Linked DNA regions of Lactuca sativa: region 2 is linked to region 1. A link is a contact called in public Hi-C data. All regions are on one chromosome and are shown on one strand. The core of a region is the stretch at or near the end of the contact, and the rest is flanking DNA. Distances in the headings are between cores, read along the strand shown.

What was found. A called contact is a pair of places that touch in the nucleus more often than the background predicts.
Region 2: a Hi-C map of leaf shows a contact between it and region 1, with 3 times the contacts expected there. The contact joins the promoter of LOC111905528 here to the promoter of LOC111905527 in region 1. A contact is called at or near these places in 2 of 4 Hi-C or Micro-C datasets (both in leaf).

Annotation. Positions count from the first base shown.
Region 1 is chr1:232,233,567-232,238,891 of Lsat_Salinas_v11, forward strand. It overlaps LOC111905527, which reads right to left and starts at 1,933. Exons shown (of 5, transcript XM_023901210.3): 1 at 1,775-1,933; 2 at 585-638. The coding sequence starts at 1,850.
Region 2 is chr1:232,414,718-232,420,097 of Lsat_Salinas_v11, forward strand. LOC111905528 (probable hexosyltransferase MUCI70) reads right to left here and starts at 2,141. Exons shown (of 10, transcript XR_006184403.2): 1 at 1,571-2,141; 2 at 906-1,154; 3 at 595-805.

The sequences.
Region 1 (5,325 bases), core at 683-3,182:
TATGGTTTAGGGTAATTTGCGTGTTTGGTCCCTAACTGTTTGTTTTTGTTACGCGCTTGGTCCCTGTCTTACCTAAAAAGACTATTTTTCCCTTGATTTTTTAATCTATTTAGATAAACACACCCCCATCCCCAACCCCAACCCCACTCACCTTACCTTACCTTACCTACCTCACCAATTTTCCCTATTTAAATAATGTAGTGATTTTTTTAGGTAATACAGGGACCAAGCGCATAACAAAAACAAATAGTAGGGACATTCCGAGTTAAAAAAAATAAGTTAGGGACCAAGCACGCAAATTACCCCAAACCATAGGGACCATTCGTGTAATTTACTCTTGCAATTATGTTCCCAAGAATATTATAGTCAACTTACTTGGAATAGGGACCAAAAATGTTAAAAAAAAAAAAAAAAAAAAAAAAACTCATATAAGGACCAAAACTGCAAGAGAACACTTTTTGGGGATGGAAATTTTATAAATCAGCTTAACTCAGGGACCAAAAACGTAATAAAGATATATTTTAATAAAGAAAACCAATGGAGATTAACAAAAGAAAGAAGCAAAGCAAGAAACTGAGACTTACATTCCTCCCATGTATCACCATCAGCATTACACCCTTTCTTACAGAATACCCTCCCTGAAATATTCAGACACAGGACAGGTCCCAAAGGTTATTATGAAAAAGAATAACAAATTTATTTATATGTCAAAGGACAATGATCAAATTCAAAAATGATTTTATACGTATTCGGATCAAGACATCTATGAGGTGTTAATAATAGGTCAAAAATGTCCGATATGAAAAGTATGACAACAATGAATGGAAAATAGAATCCGTTATATATACGTATCTTTCTCAAATAAATAAGCACATGCTCAAAAAGTGAAATAAAAAGAAGAAAATCATGTTTTGAAGTGTTAATTACCACATGTGATGTCACTATTAGTATATTATCCAGAAGTATCTAAGCTTGTCTTATTACCAAATACACCAAAAATTTAGACTCAGTTGGATTTAGAGAAGATAATGACTATTATGTGTAAATTGTTTTCAGTAAAAATAACACTTATTTGGTAATAACTTGGTCAAACTTCAAAATTGTATATAATATCTCGAGGAAATGGTGTTGAAAACTTTGAATACAAAATTGTAAAGAAACCATAGAAATACTTGGCAAAATCTTTAATTTGTAATGTTAGTATTAATTTTTGTCCTCAGAGAAAACCCCATGTCAAGAATTAAGAATCATAAATGTCACAAAAATTGGCATATTAGTTCACATAGAATTACGCCCTTGTGAATAATAATAGGAACGAATTCAAGATGATGTGAACACTGATGGAAACAACAAACAAATGCAACATCTAATAAAGAAACTGGAAGCCAATATCATAAACACATCCAATGCATTCAGGGAAGATATGAATTCCAACAAAAAATTTCAAAATCGAACTTCATGTAAGATCCTAAGGAAAGAAATTTTTAACTGCGTCATAACCTATAACAAGTAACACATAAAAAAAATTACTATCAATTTCGCACAAAAATGAAAATGTAGCTGTTTTATGGAAAGAAGGGAGCACCGATTTCAATTCGTAATCCCCCGATTATATTGGGGTAAACAAACACTGTTACAAAGCAAATATAGCACCGATTAAACTAAATATACAATGTTGCAAACATAAATACACACAGAAACCATCAATTCATGGTGTTAATCCAGAAATGGTAACGCGAATCAAGAAATATACAGGGGGAAACAGAAAACCTACAAGGAATCTGCATCAACGCTGCGTATTTATTGGTGCATTGGTTTCCGCATGGAGGTGTCCATTGTTGAGGAATCATCTTTCTCTCTAGATTCTAGAATTTTGGTCTCCTTGGTTTCGAGAGGAAGACGATGGTGGTAAATACGAGGGAGAAATTTTTGGGGGAAAGAGGTGGAAGAACATTGTAAGCGCATGGGTATTTCCGTCATTTCAGTCTAAAAGATGACGTCATGTGTACCTTCGGTATTACGACCTGGACCAAACCCTTGGACAACGCATCGATCAGTTGTACCTTTTGCATACTCATTTGTATAGTTTTGTTACAAGTATAATGGGTCAAAATCGGCATCAAAAATGGACTTTAACTTGTCCATAAATGGACTTTAACTTTTCCAAGTTATTTCAAAATTGGCTTATTAAAATAATTATTTTTTGTTTGTTGAGTTTATACATACTAACATAAGTATTTTTTTTGTATAAATCTAATTAATAAATTTTTTGGAAATGTTCACATAAAACTCTTATGATAGATTGTGACATGTTACATCTTGTCATAATTGTTATATGTAAAATACTTTCATCAAATTCATTACCTAGATGTGTTAAAAAACGAAGTTATTCAAATATGAACAAAACGAAAAAGTAAATTCTCATCATAAGTCAATTTTTTTATTTCACCTTTTAATTTTGATTTGGTATAAAATTTAACCTAAATGATAAATATTTTGAAAACAACACCATTTTGTTAAATATCTTATTAAAATGCACTACTTTGTTTAAAAAAAACTACATTTGATAGAGAAAAAAAAACACATCGTCATTTTATAGAATTTATTGTTTAAGATATTAAATACAAAAATTAAAAGTACTAGAGATGGAGACCAATAACATGAAAAACATTATCTTCAATATAGTTTACTCAATGTATTATAGGAACTAGTGTAATACATGTTCGGTGAACGGGTCGAATGATAAATGAATTATAGTTTGTTGTTTATATAATCTCATTGTCTATACAATTTTGAAAACAAGAACCTTCTTAAATTTTAAATACATTCTCCACAAATAATAAACATAATGCTAAAAAACTTCCATCTCCTCTGACAGCTTTATCTCTCTTCCAATTCATTACCTAAAAAAAATGTTCCAACAAACATTATAATTAGTACATAATAGAGATGAAAATAACAACATACTTACCCTTGCAAAATAATAATTATAAAACATGATTTGGATCCGACCATTATAAAATCACAAGTCATGTCTAATCCTTCAACAAAGTTTAATGCCTACAGAAATTATAAAACCATAGAGATTCTAACTTTAAAAAAATCTTATAATACATTTTTACTATAATCATAAGAGGATTTACTTTTGTCTCTTATTATATGATTTTCGTGCCCATCCATGATTTGGTCAAATACTTAAATAGAAGCAAATCATTAGTCATTAGTATAAGTTAGTTATCTAAATTGAGCAATTTACCTTAATAGTCAATGACATCCAACACATTGAAAAACACGGTGAAAAGTTACAATTTAAAACAAATTTATAGATGGGATCGAAGAAGAAAATACCTACTTTTCCTCCACTACAAGTAAAGAAGGTTTTGGAGAAGCGGAATCTTCTACAAGCAATCAAAGCTTCATCATTTTAGCCTAGACAACAAATACCAAGTTAGTTCCACTAAAAAAGATAGTAAAATTAACATAATCATCATCATTAATTATTATTATTATTATTATTATTATTATTATTATTATTATTATTATTACTACATACTAAAAGGAATATTAGTTTTAAGATGACAGTAGTCGATATCACATGGGAATGAAGAATTTATAAAGATAGATGTTTAAAACAAATGTTATCATCTTCAAATTAAGTAAACCGGTAAGTTGACAAAAAAATTTGTACTTTTTGGTACTAAGCATATCCATGGTAGGGCCTCATGTGAGTAAATTTGAACAAAGTATATTGATTGTTATAATATATAATACACATACACTTAACAGTCAGAAAAAATGATTACTTATAAAAGAAAAAAGAAATGGTTATATTTGCATCTCTTGTATTTCGTATCCATTCCAGAAACCATAAGTCTGAATTACATCCAACCCTTAGCTTGCCTTCTATATAAAAACTGGCCATGGCCATCTGAATCATCAAATATATAAAAAAGCTTCAGAAAAAAGTATAATTGTTGAAGATAATTCTTCATGGAGAGATGAACACAATTACACCATTAAGACTATAAATTAAACTTTTCCGTTTTAGCAAACCCATAATCCATCATAAACCATTTAATACAAAGCAAAATCTAAAGGAATTAAAAAGAGAAAATAATCTCAATTCCTTCCCATTCGTAGAAAAATGAATTAAAGATGGTATACATAAAGATTCCCAAAATATAAAATCAAATAAACTTAAATATGAGTTTCGGGAACTGAATTAAGAAGAAAAATAAAGCAATCCAAACCTTTTTTTTCCTATGATTTTGGAAGTTTTTCTAACTTAAGTTTCTAGTTCTGTCTTCAATTCATTACTGCTCTTGATCCAGTTAATGTAATCCGTGCCCTTCGTAACCTTGTGTTTTCTTAATTTGTAAGATCAAACCAATCAAAAATAGATAGAAATTTGAAACACAGAATCTTAATATTTGCATATAAATCCTAAGGGACATAATTGCAAAATGGAACATATAACTGGATCAACAAACAACTACATATTCAAAGAAACCTACATGAGTTTGTTAGTGTTTTTTTGTTCTTCATCTTCCCGGTCTTACCCGTCACACCAGGTTCATCTATATCTAAAAAAAAACAAATTTTGAGTTTGGGAAAAAATGTGTAAAAGGGTTCAACTTATTGGTCTATGCTTTAATGTATTCAGTCTCCTTGAGTCCTGTAGAAATACATTGACCTAGTAAACATTGTAGTTTTTTTTAAAAGGTTATTTTTATAATTACAATCGCGTACACCATTAAAGCATTGATATACTTTTGTAAAGAAAACACGTCAAGAAATTACAAAAGTCATATTGCTAACTTAAAAAATTGTTCTAGACACTACTTAATGGGGTGAAAAGAAACATGTCCCAAATAACCTGTAGATGGAGGGCATAAGTTTAATCATTATGACTGAAGCAAGTAGCATTTTCAATTAAGAGCTTATACATCCATTAACCGATGACACCTGATCAAGCATAAGGCCATAAGAACTAAAGGAACACATCATAAAACACATTTAATAACAATGCACTCTTTTACGCATATATTAACATACTCTATTTTTTAATAACATGAAAAGAATTCAATAAGAAAGATAACAGAAAATATCACAATAGATAGAAAAATGGCAGCATGACCATGACTTATACTCTTGAAAGTTTCCATTGAAAGTCCTAGATTCCCTCAATTTCATTACATACTAAGTAACTTATATGGGCACAAGCATGCATTTTATACAAAATACGATCCACCCATATTACCTAACTTATTTCTACAAAACCCATGGAAATTGAGCTCTAACCAGAACATGGATTAGATTATTTTC
Region 2 (5,380 bases), core at 891-3,390, 180 kb after region 1:
AAGAACCAAAATACATGAAAATGTCAGTTGTATATATCTATTATAAACAATAAATATTTAAATATAAATAAAAGGGTTAATCTCATAAGACTTAAAAGACCTTGTATTTTGTGCTTTTTCCGGATTAAACCTCAACTTTATTTTTTTTTCCTGAAAAAGACCTTGTATTTTTTCACTTTTTCCGATCTGGCCCTTTTAGTCATTAAAAAAATTGTAAAATGTGAGGGGTTTTTCGAGAAAAACTAAAAAAGTTGAGGGTTTATTTGGAAGCATTTCGAAAGTTGAGGGTTTTTTTCAAAAAAAAAAAAAGAAAGACAAATTTTATGGTTTTTTCGGAAAAAACGAAAAAATACACGCGAAAAATAAAGTTGAGGTTTAATCAAGAAAAAGAACACAAAATATAAGGTCTTTTATGAGATTAACCCTTAAAAATAAATAAGATTGTAAAGAATATTTGGTTTTTACAATTGAATTTCATTTCATTTCATGTCAACCAAACACATGGAAGATTATAATTCCTTCATATTCCAATTCCTTTGTCAGATTCCATTCCTTCCATTTGTTAAATGATCATGGATTCCAGAGATAACTTACCCACAATGAATCTTCATCGACTCTTTAACATCATAAGATTCAAGCCTCTGCTTTAAAGAAGGATACCCACCAAAAACCGAGCCTCCAAACTCACTTTTAGTTGAATTCTCTTCATGAATGTAAGTCAGATTTTGGAGAATAGGAGAAAATGAAGGCGCTTTTGGCATCAATTTAATTGCTTCTTCCACAGGAAGATAACACACAGGACATGCTGAAACATAGAAAAGTGTCAAAACAGAAAGAAAAAGTGGATGAATATTTTAAGGGATTTAAAATTATAAAGGAAAAAAAAAAGAAATTTATGAACTTACGACGTGGCCCAATTCTTTTTTTATCAGCTGGTGGTGGAGGCAATGTAAAGGTCTCACAAGGGTTCCCAGGAAGAAGGGTATATCCGGTATTATAAATAGGAGGTGGAGGAGATTGACTTGTAATTTTTTTATCATTATAAATGGTAATCTTTATTTCATCATTAGGTGAAGAATGTCCAGAAAATCCTACAGTTGAAATGTTTATGAACCCTAAGCTCCTCACAGAGCCAAATTCTTGTGTAACCTCACCTGAAAACAACCAAAAGAATGAAGAATATTCATTTTAGGGCACAAGTTGTTTATACTATAAAAACTAATTCAAAAGTATAGCAGCATTTAATGGTTGAATTCGATGATCATGATAACAATAGTGCTTTGCTTATGAAGCCAAGTGGATTGATATTGTCTAATTACATATTCACATTTAATAAGCGAGTTTTGGCATAGTTTTGAAGAGGATAAATTTAAGTTCCTAAAACCTAACACTTTCCAAATCCAGAATTCGGAAATAGATTTCGTTGTTTAATACCTTTGTTTATAGATCTAAGTCGATACTATTTCAAAAGGAATAGAATAATTTCAACAGAAATTCAACTGGTTTAACACTCGAAAGGCTAGTGTGTAAGAGCCATAATTGATTGATTTTAGAGAAACGAAGAACAAACCCTTGCCGACATAAAGTATCCACAACACGACTGCTATTGAAACAAAACACAGGAGCAGCATTCCAAGCTTCTTTCGAGCTGCGAATTTGAAGATCCACATGAACATCTCATCCTTCTCTTTACCGATAAACATAATTTGAGGTCTTCCTGTAAGTAACCGGTGGCGTTGATTGATCAAATTCTGTTGTTAATGGAGATTGTAATGACACATTACTTGATCGTCTTAGAGATCCAATGACCCATTACTCGTTATCATGTTTCCTTCAAGATTTGAAATTCCCTCTCATCTCATTGTCCTAGTTCTTCTAGTTGATTAAAAGTGTAGAGAAATTATTGAGTAAACCAAGTAGACGATTAGTCCCAGTTTTCCCTGTTCTAAAAAATCCGAAACCTGATTAGCAGCCCCAAACCATCTTCTTCTGCAGCAGATCTAGAGATTCTTGCGTATTTGACTATTTCAAATCTTGTCAAAAACTGTTTGGATCGTGGAAATCTGAATTGGGGATTCTGTGGGATTTATCAGAGCATTCTCAACTTCAATGTTAACCCCTTGTGAGTTGTGACTTATGAGTAGGTAATAGTTACAAATATTCTAAATTATCCACTTAAATTTTAAGAGAAAATATAAAAATACCCCAAAATCCTTGGTATGACCAGTTGACCACGTTAAATTGGCAGCAAATGTAATCAATTTTATGGGTAGGTTAAAAACAGATCCTATCTTACAATATAAACACCCTTATTAATTTTTTAAATATATTTATTATCTGAAATTGTATTTTTTTCGGAAAGATTGATTATAAATAGTTAACTACTAGGTTACCACCGTGGAAACCACGGGTAAAAAGTTTAAAAACAAATTTATATTATTAATAAGAGTCAAGTTTTTTGGCATTATTTGTATTGATTATTTAAAATTAATATTAATATAAATTTGTAAAAAAGTATATAAAATTACACAATCTAAAGAAAATTCCAACTTTTTCCTATATTATAGCAAAAAATCATAAAAGTCAATGTACTTTAGATAATAGTAACAATAACCATTTGCATAAATTATAGCAATGTACTTTTAAAGTAGAGACAACCAATTGAACATCATATGTAAAATCTTACCTTGGTAGCAGGTTCCAAATGGATACTTTTACTTTTAGAGTTTACAATAGGGTATGCAGCAAAATCATATCACATCAAAGTCAAGAAATTAAATTCTAATGCAATTTAGAACCAAAAGGTTATTATGGTAATTTTTAGAAAATTTTACTCATTTGTAGGAATAGTTGATGTTTAACCAAAATATTTGTAAAAAGTAAAATGAAAGTACATTCATTAGTCAACTTCATCTTTCAGTTACACATAATAGAAATAAAAAAGTCATAATTAGATTATGCTACGAATTAATTTGGAAACTAAAACTAAATTATGGCATTGTACTTATAAAATACAATGCTTAAATAAGAATAGTGTGAAACTAATACACTGGAGAAATAGATATGTTCATATACAAGATAGGGTTCACAGTACACTGTAGGAAACTCATATCACATTAAAGTAAGGAAATGTTACTATAATGCAATTTACAGCCAAAAGGGTATTATAGTAAATTTTCAGAAAAATTTACTCACTTGCAAGGATAGTTCCTGCTTAACTTATATTGATACTTCAAAGGCATAATATTAATTAATGATTTTCAAACATCTATTCATTTACAAATTTAGATGATTTGTTTGTAACAAAATGATGGCAATATGAAATTCTAAGATGGACAGTTCATTGTGCACACACATCTACCAAACACACACATTCACACAGATAGTAAACGAAATTTTTAAAAATTCTAAGATGAAAAGTATCTATGTTTAGGTTAAGGGGGCATCAGCAAAAACAAAGGGAATTCGAGATCAGCAGCTAAAAAAAACAACAACAACAAACAAAGGGGAAAATAAAGGCAAGATTTGTGATACCTTGAATGAAGCTGTTGTTTCTAGTCTAGATAGCACAAAAAATAAAACACAGCAGCACAAAAAAAAATCGACATCAACAAAAAAAAAGCCAGGATTTGTTGAGTTCTAATTGTATCATATACCAGAACAAAAAGGAGAAGAAGGAAGCTTCGACAGCAGCAAAAAAACCAATAGCAAGAAGGGAAAAACGAATGAAAGAACAATCAAAGTGCGCCGAGAATTATATGAATTTGAATAGAAATATATATGAAAGCGAAAACCAGTAGAAACTTATAAGCCAAATCACAATCATATAAAAACTGAGATGGATCGATCTACAGTTTATAAGTGAACAGTCCACAACCATAATCTTGCTGACACTTAACTGAAAAACATTACCATGACTGCAATTTATGGATTTTCAAAGTGGGAGTGAATTGCAGAAGCTTACAGATACACATTGAGAAGCAGGAGCGTACAGATACACATTGAGAAGCAAAATTGAGAAGCAGAAACTTACCGAATGATTGAAGTTTCTGAAGTGTCGATTACCGAAGGATTCAAAGTCGCTGATTGAATATGCGATAACTGAAGTGTCGATGATGCTTAATTGCTGGAAAGACGATGCTATAAAGAATGAAACATATTGTATGTATTGAGATAAATTGAGCATATCTAATTTCCATATTCAATTCAATTCGATATCATATGGATTTCATATTCAATTCGATAACCATCCATATATTCCATATTGAAAATTCAGAATTTCCATATTTCCATATCTAATTTCCGTTTCCATATTTCATGCATATCATTTAAAATCGTAGGTTTTCTCTGATATTTAAAAAATAAGGGTAGATCGTAGGTTTTCTCTGATATTTAAAAAATAAGGGTAGAATGGTAATTTTACATTTGACTAAAGATGCATTGAGAGGATTGACACGTATAATATGGTTTTGTTTATTAAGAATGGAGATACGTTAATTTTTATCATTTGTTTTTGACTAAACTGCACAAATGGTCATTGTGGTTTGCTCAAAATTACCACTTTAGTCCAAAAATATTTGAACTAACACCAGAGGTCCAAACTTTTCATTTTGTTGCGCGTTTGGTTCAATTTGCTATGAACTTTTTCATAATGACGAATTTGCCCTTGCTTTTTCCTTTTTCAGTTTTTTTTATTATTTAAATTTTTTTTCTGATTACAAGAAAAATAAAAAAGAAAATTTTCCTTTTTTATTTTATTTTTATAATTTTTTATAACAGAAAAAAATGCAAACTCTCTCTCTCTCTCTCTCTCTCTCTCTCTCTCTCTCTTTCTCGTTTCACACAAAAAGTTGCTCATCTTCTTCACCAGCAGCCACCACCACCGGCGATGGAGGCTTCCGACGAAGCGGGTTTCGATGTTTGAGGCTAGGGTTTCTGGTGCCATAGATCTGAGAAAGAGGCGAAGGGCGCATGACGAACTGAGAAGATAGATGAACTGAGTCGGGTTTGCCAGAAATCGAGAAATCAATTGCAAAATCTAAGATATCATTTTTCCGGCGAACAAGAAACCCTTCTAAGGACGACGTAGATCTGTCGGAAACCGGACTCAATCTCTCCCTCTTTCTATTTGCTTTTCGTCGGAACCATCATCGCCTTTGTCTTTTATCTTCTCATCTGATGACGCCTTCGATCTGTTCGTCATCGGCGATGACGATGATGTCTGTGGCTCGATAAAACTCTAGTTTCAGACGTCAGAACCATCAAACCGCTCGTCTCTCTTCTTCTCCGATGAGGTATCTACATAGCAAAAGCCCTAGCGCCGCCACCCTTCTAGTTTTACGAAACCCTAAGTTTTCAGATCTGTTTTCACCCGCTTTCT